Linked DNA regions of Sus scrofa: region 2 is linked to region 1. The links are chromatin contacts, called in public promoter capture Hi-C maps. All regions are on one chromosome and are shown on one strand. The core of a region is the stretch at or near the end of the contact, and the rest is flanking DNA. Distances in the headings are between cores, read along the strand shown. Region 1 holds the start of FLOT1 (flotillin 1). Region 2 holds the start of NEU1 (neuraminidase 1).

The links. Promoter capture Hi-C pulls out the DNA fragments that hold promoters and counts their contacts.
Region 2: a promoter capture Hi-C map of liver shows a contact between it and region 1, with 4 times the contacts expected there. The contact joins the promoter of NEU1 here to the promoter of FLOT1 in region 1. A contact is called at or near these places in 1 of 5 promoter capture datasets (liver) and 1 of 47 Hi-C or Micro-C datasets (heart right ventricle).

The regions. Positions count from the first base shown.
Region 1 is chr7:23,262,442-23,267,143 of Sscrofa11.1, reverse strand. It overlaps FLOT1 (flotillin 1), which reads left to right and starts at 2,546. Exons shown (of 12, transcript NM_001128483.1): 1 at 2,546-2,588; 2 at 2,875-2,950; 3 at 3,037-3,127; 4 at 3,352-3,495; 5 at 3,849-3,968; 6 at 4,057-4,152; 7 at 4,362-4,514. The coding sequence starts at 2,546. IER3 (radiation-inducible immediate-early gene IEX-1) reads left to right here and starts at 239. Exons shown (of 2, transcript XM_001927551.4): 1 at 239-554; 2 at 651-1,584. The coding sequence starts at 276. The coding sequence ends at 842.
Region 2 is chr7:23,957,239-23,961,619 of Sscrofa11.1, reverse strand. NEU1 (neuraminidase 1) reads left to right here and starts at 2,961. Exons shown (of 6, transcript NM_001101822.1): 1 at 2,961-3,262; 2 at 3,676-3,868. The coding sequence starts at 3,101. It overlaps SLC44A4 (solute carrier family 44 member 4), which reads left to right. Exons shown (of 21, transcript NM_001101818.1): 14 at 1-252; 15 at 339-433; 16 at 538-641; 17 at 751-824; 18 at 1,051-1,121; 19 at 1,224-1,318; 20 at 1,393-1,477; 21 at 2,441-2,685. The coding sequence ends at 2,562.

The DNA of each region.
Region 1 (4,702 bases), core at 1,297-3,796:
ACTTCCTTATTTAAGCCTTCCTGCCTCCCCAGAGATGGGGCTTGTGGCTGAACCATCTCAAACAGTCTGTGGGCACCTCTCCAGCTGCTACATGTCCCCACATGTGTCCACAGCCCGGGATTTCACCCGCCTCCACTCACAACTCACAACACACACTTGAGGCCTTCCTTGACCCTGGCCAACTCTCCACCCCCTCCCTTTGCTTAACCGTCGGAATTTCCAGCCGCCCGGCCAACCGCTCTCAGCCGCGGGTGGAGTTGAGTAAGGGCCCGCCCATGCTCGAGTACATAACTGGCGCGGCGGGGCTGTGGGGCCAGTCGTCCTTCTGTTCAGCTCGGCGCACAATGTGTCACTCTCGCAGCTCTCTCCCTACCATGACCATCCTGCGGGCCCCGACCCCGGCCCCCTCCACCAGCCCGGTGCCCCGGCGAGGCTCTGGTCCCGAGATATTCACCTTCGATCCTCTCCCGGAGCCCGCGGTGGCCCCCGCCGCGCGCCCCAGCGCCTCCCGCGGGCTCCGAAAGCGCAGCCGTCGGGTCCTCTACCCACGAGTGGTGAGTGTCGGCGAAGCGGACAGCCCGGGGGAAGAGCAGGGTAAACCACTGGATGCCGGGGCCCTGACCTAACCCCCTTTTGTCATCTCCCCTCAGGTCCGGCGCCAGCTGCCAGTCGAGGATCCGAACCCTGCCAAAAAGCTACTCTTTCTCCTGCTTACCATCGTCTTCTGTCAGATCCTGATGGCTGAAGAGGGTGTGTCGGCACCCCTGGCCCCTGAAGACACCCCCAGCGCCCCATCCCCCGCGCCCACCGCTGCGCCCCCAGTTCTTGAGCCCTTAATCTGACCTCGGAGCCCTCGGACTACGCTTTGGACCTCAGCACTTTTCTCCAGCAACACCCAGCCGCTTTCTAACCCTGACTGCCCACACCCCCAAAAGAATCTGAAAACACAAGGAAACACCGGGTGTACCTGGTGCGCAAGAGCGTATCCCAAACTGGGACTCCTGAGGCAACTCACACTCAGAACACTACAGCGGAGACGCCCGCCCTGGGAGCCTGGGAGAGACAGGCACCGACACGCTGGGGCTGGGCCGGATGGGGAGGAAGACTGTTGTTAATTTATTTCTCATTGCTCCTAATAATATTTATATGTATTTATGTATGTCCCCCTAGGTGATGGAGGGGGGCACCTAATATTTATTTTAACTTATGCTGCGGAGCGAGATGTGCTCCCTGCTGCAAGTGCAGATCTCTGGGTATTTATTGAGTTCTGTGGGATTGGTGGAGGCAAGCACCAGAACTGAGGGAGGGTGGGAGAGGGATGGAGAAAACTCGGGTCCGGGCTGGGAATCGAAGACGGTGGTGGGTCCTAGGTTTAGCGGGTGACACTTTAGGTCCTCCAGCATCTGAACTCTCGGCTCTACTATGTGAGGCTTCGGGGGACCGTGGAAATATTGTCCTTGGCCTTCGATCTCCTTGAAGTTGCCCCCAAGGGGTGGCTGCGGGGGTGAGTGGGCTGTCAGAGGGCGGCTGTGGGGTCGCCCAGTATGTTCTGTGAACACAAATAAACTTGATTTACTGTCAACAGTCATGTGAGTGTCTCTGCAAGCGGTGATGCCCACTCCTCATAGACTTCAGGCTCCAGGGCCGGGCGGGAGGAGCCACGACCACATCCCCAGAGGGCTCTCCTCCCGGGGGCCCTGGGCTCCCGCCCCGAGACTCGAGGCTCGGAACCCAGCATCCGGTGACCGGATGCTGTCGTTCGTTGCCCAGTCTGCGGTATTCCCAGTTAGTTTCTGCGGGGCAAATCCGAGATGAGTCAATCTCTCACCCCGGGGTGCGGGACACACGAAGGTCACGTCCCGCGCGCTGGGGCGGAGCGTGGGGAGGGGCGTGAGGCGGGGCTCCCAGTCCCACTCGTGGCTCGCTCGGCCGCAGGGGTGGGCGGGGAACTTGCGAGCTGCGGGCCGGAGCAGGGCCTGCCGGGAAAGGGGCGGGCCGAGCGCCGGGGGCGGGTGGGGTGCTGCGGGGGGCGGGGTCGTGTCTGCCGCAGCAACAGGGTGTGGCCGGGTAGGGGGCGCGGGCGCCAAGCCAGATCCCGCTTCTTGAAAGGCCTTGCGCGAGCTTCCCCTGCTTCGCGCACGGGTCCCTTGCGCGCCCCCGCCCTGCCAGGGACCCCTGCCCGGCCGCCGCCTGCGTCCAGGAAGGTAGTTGGGGGAGGGGAGATGGAGTCGGGCTGCGGAGGAGCGGGGAGGGTGGTGCAAGGGTCTGGGGGCCTTTAGGGGCTGGGAGAAGGGAGAAACAGTCATTTCTGAAGGTGGGGCAGGGACAGCAAGGGGCAGGGAGCAGGCAGTCGCTGGGGATCTGCGAAATTGCACAGGGAAAAAGCCTTAGCGGATCCATGGGTGAGGAAGCGACTGGGCCGCTGCGGCCACAGACTGGGCGGGACTGCCAGGGAAAAGGAAGAGGTTTACTCCTGTGTACTCCACGGCGCCCCTTCCGATCTGCAAAGGCTTTCTATCCCCCTCCTCCAGCTCCACCTTGAGCCATGTTTTTCACCTGTGGCCCAAACGAGGCCATGGTGGTCTCTGGTAAGTATTGTTCTCATCTCATCTAGTGACCCGCACCCCCCTCCGTCCCTGCAGAGGCCCCTTCCTCCTCTCCCTACCAGCTCCCCAGCGCCAAGCCTTCCGCCCACACCACCCCTCACGGCTGCAAGCGATACCCTTCCAAGGCCCAGGCTCCCCGCCCCCTGCCCCGCCCGCTCCCGGATTTCCTCGTGGGGATGCCCCCCCGCCCTTGCCCAGTTCTCTCTTCCACGTTCCAGCTCTACTTTGGCCACCAGCCACCACAGCCCACTGCCTCTCGACCTTCCAGGTTTCTGCCGGAGCCCCCCAGTCATGGTGGCTGGAGGTCGTGTCTTTGTCCTGCCCTGCATCCAGCAAATCCAGAGGTAGGTGAGAGGAGAACTAAGGAAAGGGAACCCTTGTCTTCTCTCTTTCCTCCTTTTCACACTGTTCACTCCTTCTTTTTCCCTAGGATCTCTCTCAACACATTGACTCTCAATGTCAAGAGTGAAAAGGTTTACACTCGCCATGGGGTCCCCATCTCAGTCACTGGCATTGCCCAGGTGAGGCTTTCAGAGCCTTTCCCTCAAAGCCTACTCCCCTGTCACTTTCTCTATCCCCAGACGTTAAGATTCTTCTGACCGTGGCTTTCCCAACCTCTGCAGATGAGAAATGTCTCCACTTCTCCAGTGACTCCCAAGGCACCTGACTTCTCCCCACTTTTCTCCCAGCTTCCCCCTGGCTTCATGAGACCTTTAGGTTATCCCTAACCGTATTTTGGCTACAGGTGAAAATCCAGGGCCAGAACAAGGAGATGTTGGCGGCTGCCTGCCAGATGTTCCTGGGGAAGACGGAGGCTGAGATTGCCCACATCGCACTGGAGACGCTGGAGGGCCACCAGAGGGCTATCATGGCCCACATGACTGTGGAGGTGGGCCTGAGGGCCCGGAAAGATCTGTAAAGGATGCTGGGGTGGGAGTGGGGGGTTAAGGACTGAGCTAACCTGTAGGAGACAGTGGCCAGGGGATCCGAGCACTTACGTTCCTCCTTCCCTCTCTCGTGTCTTTTTTGTTTGTTTTTGCTTTTTAGGGCTTCGTAAGGAAGTTCCCGGGCTAGGGGTGGAATCAGAGCTACCACTGCCGGCCTACACCACAGCCACAGCAATGCTGGGTGCTTAACCCACTGAGTGAGGCCAGGGATCAAGGCCTAATTTTCATGGATACTAGTCGGTCTCATTACCCCTGAGCCACAACAGAACATCCACCTCTCTTCCTGTTATCCTAGGAAATCTATAAGGACAGGCAGAAATTCTCTGAGCAAGTTTTCAAAGTGGCCTCCTCAGACCTGGTCAACATGGGCATCAGCGTGGTCAGCTACACCCTGAAGGACATTCACGATGATCAGGTAAACCCAGGCAGTGGCTCCTCTCCACAGCCCTGCCCCCATCTCCTAAACCCTCCCAAGGACTCTGATTTCTCCATTGCTCCCACAGGACTATTTGCACTCCTTGGGGAAGGCCCGAACAGCTCAAGTCCAAAAAGATGCTCGGATTGGGGAAGCAGAGGCCAAGAGAGATGCTGGGATCCGGGTGAGAGAGACGGGGTCACTTGGTCACTACGGGCTTATTGAGTATCTGGTGGGAGAGGGGGCAGCATGGAGGCTAGAAGAGTGGGGGCAGCGAGGATATAGATGAGGCCAGGTGTGGGGCAAAGATGGGGAGCTTGTTGGAGAGCAGACTCTCTCCCCGGGGCCTTCCTCTTCCTACTCTGACTCCCTTCCTGATCTCTGCATGGACAGGAGGCCAAAGCCAAGCAGGAAAAGGTGTCTGCTCAATACCTGAGTGAGATCGAGATGGCCAAGGCGCAGAGGGACTACGAGCTGAAGAAGGCTGCCTATGACATCGAGGTCAACACCCGGCGAGCGCAGGCTGACCTGGCCTATCAGCTTCAGGTCAGAGCCACCATGCTGGCCCAATGGCCGGCTGGACTTCACCCCCAACCCGTTCTTCTCAGGCCGCCACTCTTTCTCATATTCTAACTCCAGTTCCCTTATTCTGGCCCTCCACTTCTGACCCAGCTCCTCCATATGAGGAAGATTTAAAAGACCTAAACATTTCAACTGAAAAGCAGTGAAAAAGC
Region 2 (4,381 bases), core at 1,712-4,211, 690 kb before region 1:
CCAGCCAGTGAACTCCACCTGCCCAGGGCTGATGTGCGTCTTCCAGGGCTACTTGTCCACAGGCCTGGTACAACGTTCTCTCTTCAACTTGCAAATCTACGGGGTCCTGGGGCTATTCTGGACCATCAACTGGGTCCTGGCCCTGGGCCAGTGTGTCCTGGCTGGGGCCTTCGCCTCCTTCTACTGGGCCTTCCACAAGCCCCGGGACATTCCTACCTTTCCCCTGAGCTCTGCCTTCATCCGCACACTCCGGTAAGCCCGGGGCAGGGGGCTGAGAATTGTGAACCTAGGAGTCCCAGGGGTCCTGGGCTGCCTCTGATTGCCTAAGCCCTGTGCAGGTATCACACTGGGTCGCTAGCCTTCGGAGCCCTCATCCTGACCCTGGTGCAGATAGCACGGGCCATCCTGGAGTACATTGACCACAAACTGAGAGGTGAGCCGAGGTGGGTGGCTGGGCAAGGCTAGGCGGATCAGCTGGATCCTTGGGGAGGGGCTGTCAGGGGCCAGGGACCAAACGTGAGCCCTCCTGACCTCCAGGAGCCCAGAACCCGGTGGCCCGCTGTATCATGTGCTGCTTCAAGTGCTGCCTCTGGTGTTTGGAAAAGTTTATCAAGTTCCTGAACCGTAATGCATACATCATGGTGAGCCCCTGCACATGCGCACCCTCTTGCTCTGGGGCCTTTGACCCGGGCCTCCCGTTCTCCCAGGTAACCTCACCACAGGTAACTCTGGACTTTCCACCTCACTCAGATTGCCATCTATGGGAAGAATTTCTGTGTCTCAGCCAAAAACGCCTTCATGCTGCTCATGCGGAACATTGTCAGGTCAGGCTGTCACCACCCCACCCCAACCCTGGTGATCTCCCCGCAAGGCCAGCTTCCTGGGCATGCTGTGCTCAGAAGGGCCTTGAGCTTGGTTTAACCTCTGCTTCCTCCATCTTGAAATGTGAGCGATTTTCATTTTGCAGCTGTCACGGCAAATCACATAGCCAATTCTCTTCCCAGCCCTGCCAGGCCTCTCACCCCCAACCTACCCCATCTCCCTATACAGGGTGGTCGTCCTGGACAAGGTCACAGACCTGCTGCTGTTCTTTGGGAAATTGCTGGTGGTTGGAGGTGTCGGTAAGGACCAAGACACGAGTTACAAGGACAGAACACTGGTGGCCAGGCAGTTTAAGAGGTGACCTTAGAGGAGTGACATTGACCTCCAGATCTCTCCCCTAGGGGTCCTGTCCTTCTTTTTTTTCACCGGTCGCATCCAGGGACTGGGTAAAGACTTTGAGAGTCCCCAGCTCAACTATTACTGGCTGCCCATCATGGTGAGTGACCTTCGCCCCTCTGCCTCACCCTCCACCTCTCCAGAGGAACCCTAAACGGGCTTTGTGTCTTCCAGACCTCCATCATGGGAGCCTACGTCATCGCCAGTGGCTTCTTCAGCGTTTTCGGCATGTGTGTGGATACTCTCTTCCTCTGTTTCTGTGAGTAACACCCCCCACCTCTCCCCAACTTAAAGGTACCAGATCATTCAGGCTTTTTCAGAGACTTGGTGCTTCTCGAAATAGCAATTTCATGAGTTATAGAAGCCAGAGCCTGAGGGAGCCTCTACTAACATCCTCAGGCCAGGTATTTGGGAAGCAGTATGGGAGTGAGCCCCTAGTCTCCTGCGCTCTCCCAAGAAGGAGCATTCCAGGGGAGAGGCCTCTGGCATCTTCCTGCAGAAAATCTAGGGAAGAGAGTTCCTGCTGTGGTACAGCAAGCTAAGGATCTGGTGCTGTCTCTGCGGCAGGGCAGGTTCCATCCCTGGCCCTGTACATTGGGTTAAAGATCCGGCATTGCGAAGCTGTGCCCTAAGCCCTTCTGTATACCACGAATGCGGGGTGGCGGGGGCGGGGGGGGGGAGGAAGAAAGAAAGAAGAAAGAGAGAAAGAAAGAGAGAGAGAGAATGAAAGAAAGAAAGAGAAAGAGAGAGAAAGAAGAGAGAAAGAAAGAAAGGAAAGAAAGAAAGAGAGAGAGAGAGAGAGAGAGAGAGAGAGAGAGAGAGAGAGAGAGAGAGAGAGAGAAAGAAAGATAGATCTAGGGATGAAGTTAGCCACAGCAGACTCCCCAGCAGGTGGCTGTAGAGAGTGAGGATTTTCTCACCCTACTGTATGCATTCATTTGGGATATCTTAAGTACCAGGCTCTCCGCTAAGAAACTGACATGTATCATGTATTTTTTTCCGTTAATCCCTTTCATTCTATGAAACATAGTATTATCGACTCCACTCTACAGATGACCTATTTACATAACCTATTTAGCAGTTTACAAAAATTGCCCCAAAAAACAGCTGGTGGGAATGCAGCCAGGAAACCAGGCAGCTGTCTCTTGGTCCTTGATTTCCACCCCCGGGAATGGGGTTAGCCCCCAACGTTCCGTTCTTATGGGTCTATGTCGCGCCTCAGTGGAAGACCTGGAGAGGAACGACGGCTCCCTGGACCGGCCCTACTACATGTCCAAAGCCCTTCTGAAGATTCTGGGCAAGAAGAACGAGGTGCCCTCGGGAGACAAGAAGAGGAAGAAGTGAGAGACGTAGCCCTGATCCAAAACAGCACCCCGCCTGTACAGCCTCCCAGCCTCATTCCCGCCTTCCAGATGTCGATTTTGTAGTAAAAAGATTAAAAGATTGATATTGTGTTTTCTCAAAAACTCTGGGACTTTTATTTCCTCCAAGACCACACGCTGCCCTCCCCCGCCCACCTGGCTCTTTAAAAGGGGCCCTGCCCCTGTGACGCCCCTACACCCCCACCAGTATCACGGCCAATCAAAAGGCATCTGTGGAGTTATGCCCGCCCCCTTCTTCAATCAAACCAATAGTCTTCCCGTTCGGGTCACGCGCTCCGGGACTTCAAAGAAGGCCCATTGGACAACGTAGAGAGGAGGTGCTGAAGGGTCACGTGAGGAGTTACGCGAGGGCCAATTAAAGTCGCGGTAGCTCGGCTGGGGGCCCTGACTTGCTGTGGATTTGAGGGTGACATCTGAGCATTTAAAGGGCTGGGGTCAACTGAGCGACTCAAGCCCGCGTCTAATCGTGGAGCCAGGGTCGCGGCCGCCGCGGGGGAGAGATGACTGCGGAGCGACCCGGCGCAGTGCCCCTGGGCAGACCCGGGAGACCGCCTATGCTGGGATTAGGGGAAGCCTATAGGGCCCAGGTATTTGCCTCGATCTTCCTGCTGCTGTTGTCTCCGGCAGGAGTCGGAGCCAGGGCAAAGAACGACTTCAGTCTGGTGAGTTAACCCTCGCATGGCCCCATCCCCAACCACGCAGGCGGTCGGTCTGTGTCAGGTTGTACGCCCGGGACGCAGGCTGCTAAGCCCCCTCTCCTTTCCCAATCCCTGCCCCTCTCTGGGTTCCTCGTCCTCTTTCCTTCTGAGGCTCCTCATTCGAGCTCCTTCCCCTTTTGAGGTTTCCCTATCCCAGAGGGCTTCTTCTCCCCTCGTAGTCCCTTACGCTGCCTAGAGACTCCAGCTTCGCTACAAACTCTCCTCAGGGTTCCCCTTCCTTGTTCTGGGAAACCTGCTCCCACTTGGGGTCCCTACCACCCTACCTTTCCCAGGGGAACCTGCGTCTGAGTTGCTATTCATTCACCCTAAAGCCCAAGTCACATTTGTTCAGTTCACCGGAACTCCTCCCTTCACAGGTGCACCCGCTGGTGACCATGGAGCAACTGCTGTGGGTGAGCGGAAAACAGATCGGTTCTGTGGACACCTTCCGCATCCCACTCATCACCACCACTCCTCGAGGCACCCTCCTTGCCTTCGCTGAGGCCAGGAAAATGTCAGCATCGGATAAAGGCGCTAAATTCATTGCTCTGCGGAGATCCATGGACCAGGGTAAAACTATGCCTGGGAGTTCCCACCACCGCTTAGCAGTAATGAACCCGACTAGTAACCATGAGGATGTGGGTTCAGTCCCTGGCCTTGCTCAGTGGGTTCAAGGATCTGACGGTGCTGTGATCTGTGGTGTTGGTTGCAAACCTGGCTTGGATCCCTCATTGCTGTGGCAAAGGCCGGTGGGTGCAGCTCCAATTTGACACCTAGCCTGGCAACTTCCATATGCCGCACGCAGGGGCAGCCCTAAAAAAAAAAAAAAAAGCCTGTGTGGCAAGATGTTGAATGGGTGGGGAGCCTGATTTTCCGTAGAGCCCTGGAGCTGCTGGGTCCCTGAAGACTAGAGGCAACCTAAGAAGGGAAGGTGTCCAGGGCAGTAATGCAGACATTGGGATCTCCAAGGAGTTGAACATTCATCCAAATGTTTATTGAGCACTTACTATATACCTGGCAGTGTTCTAAGTTCTGTGACTACAGTTATGAACAAAACAGAGCAAAAATCCTCGCCTTTGCAGG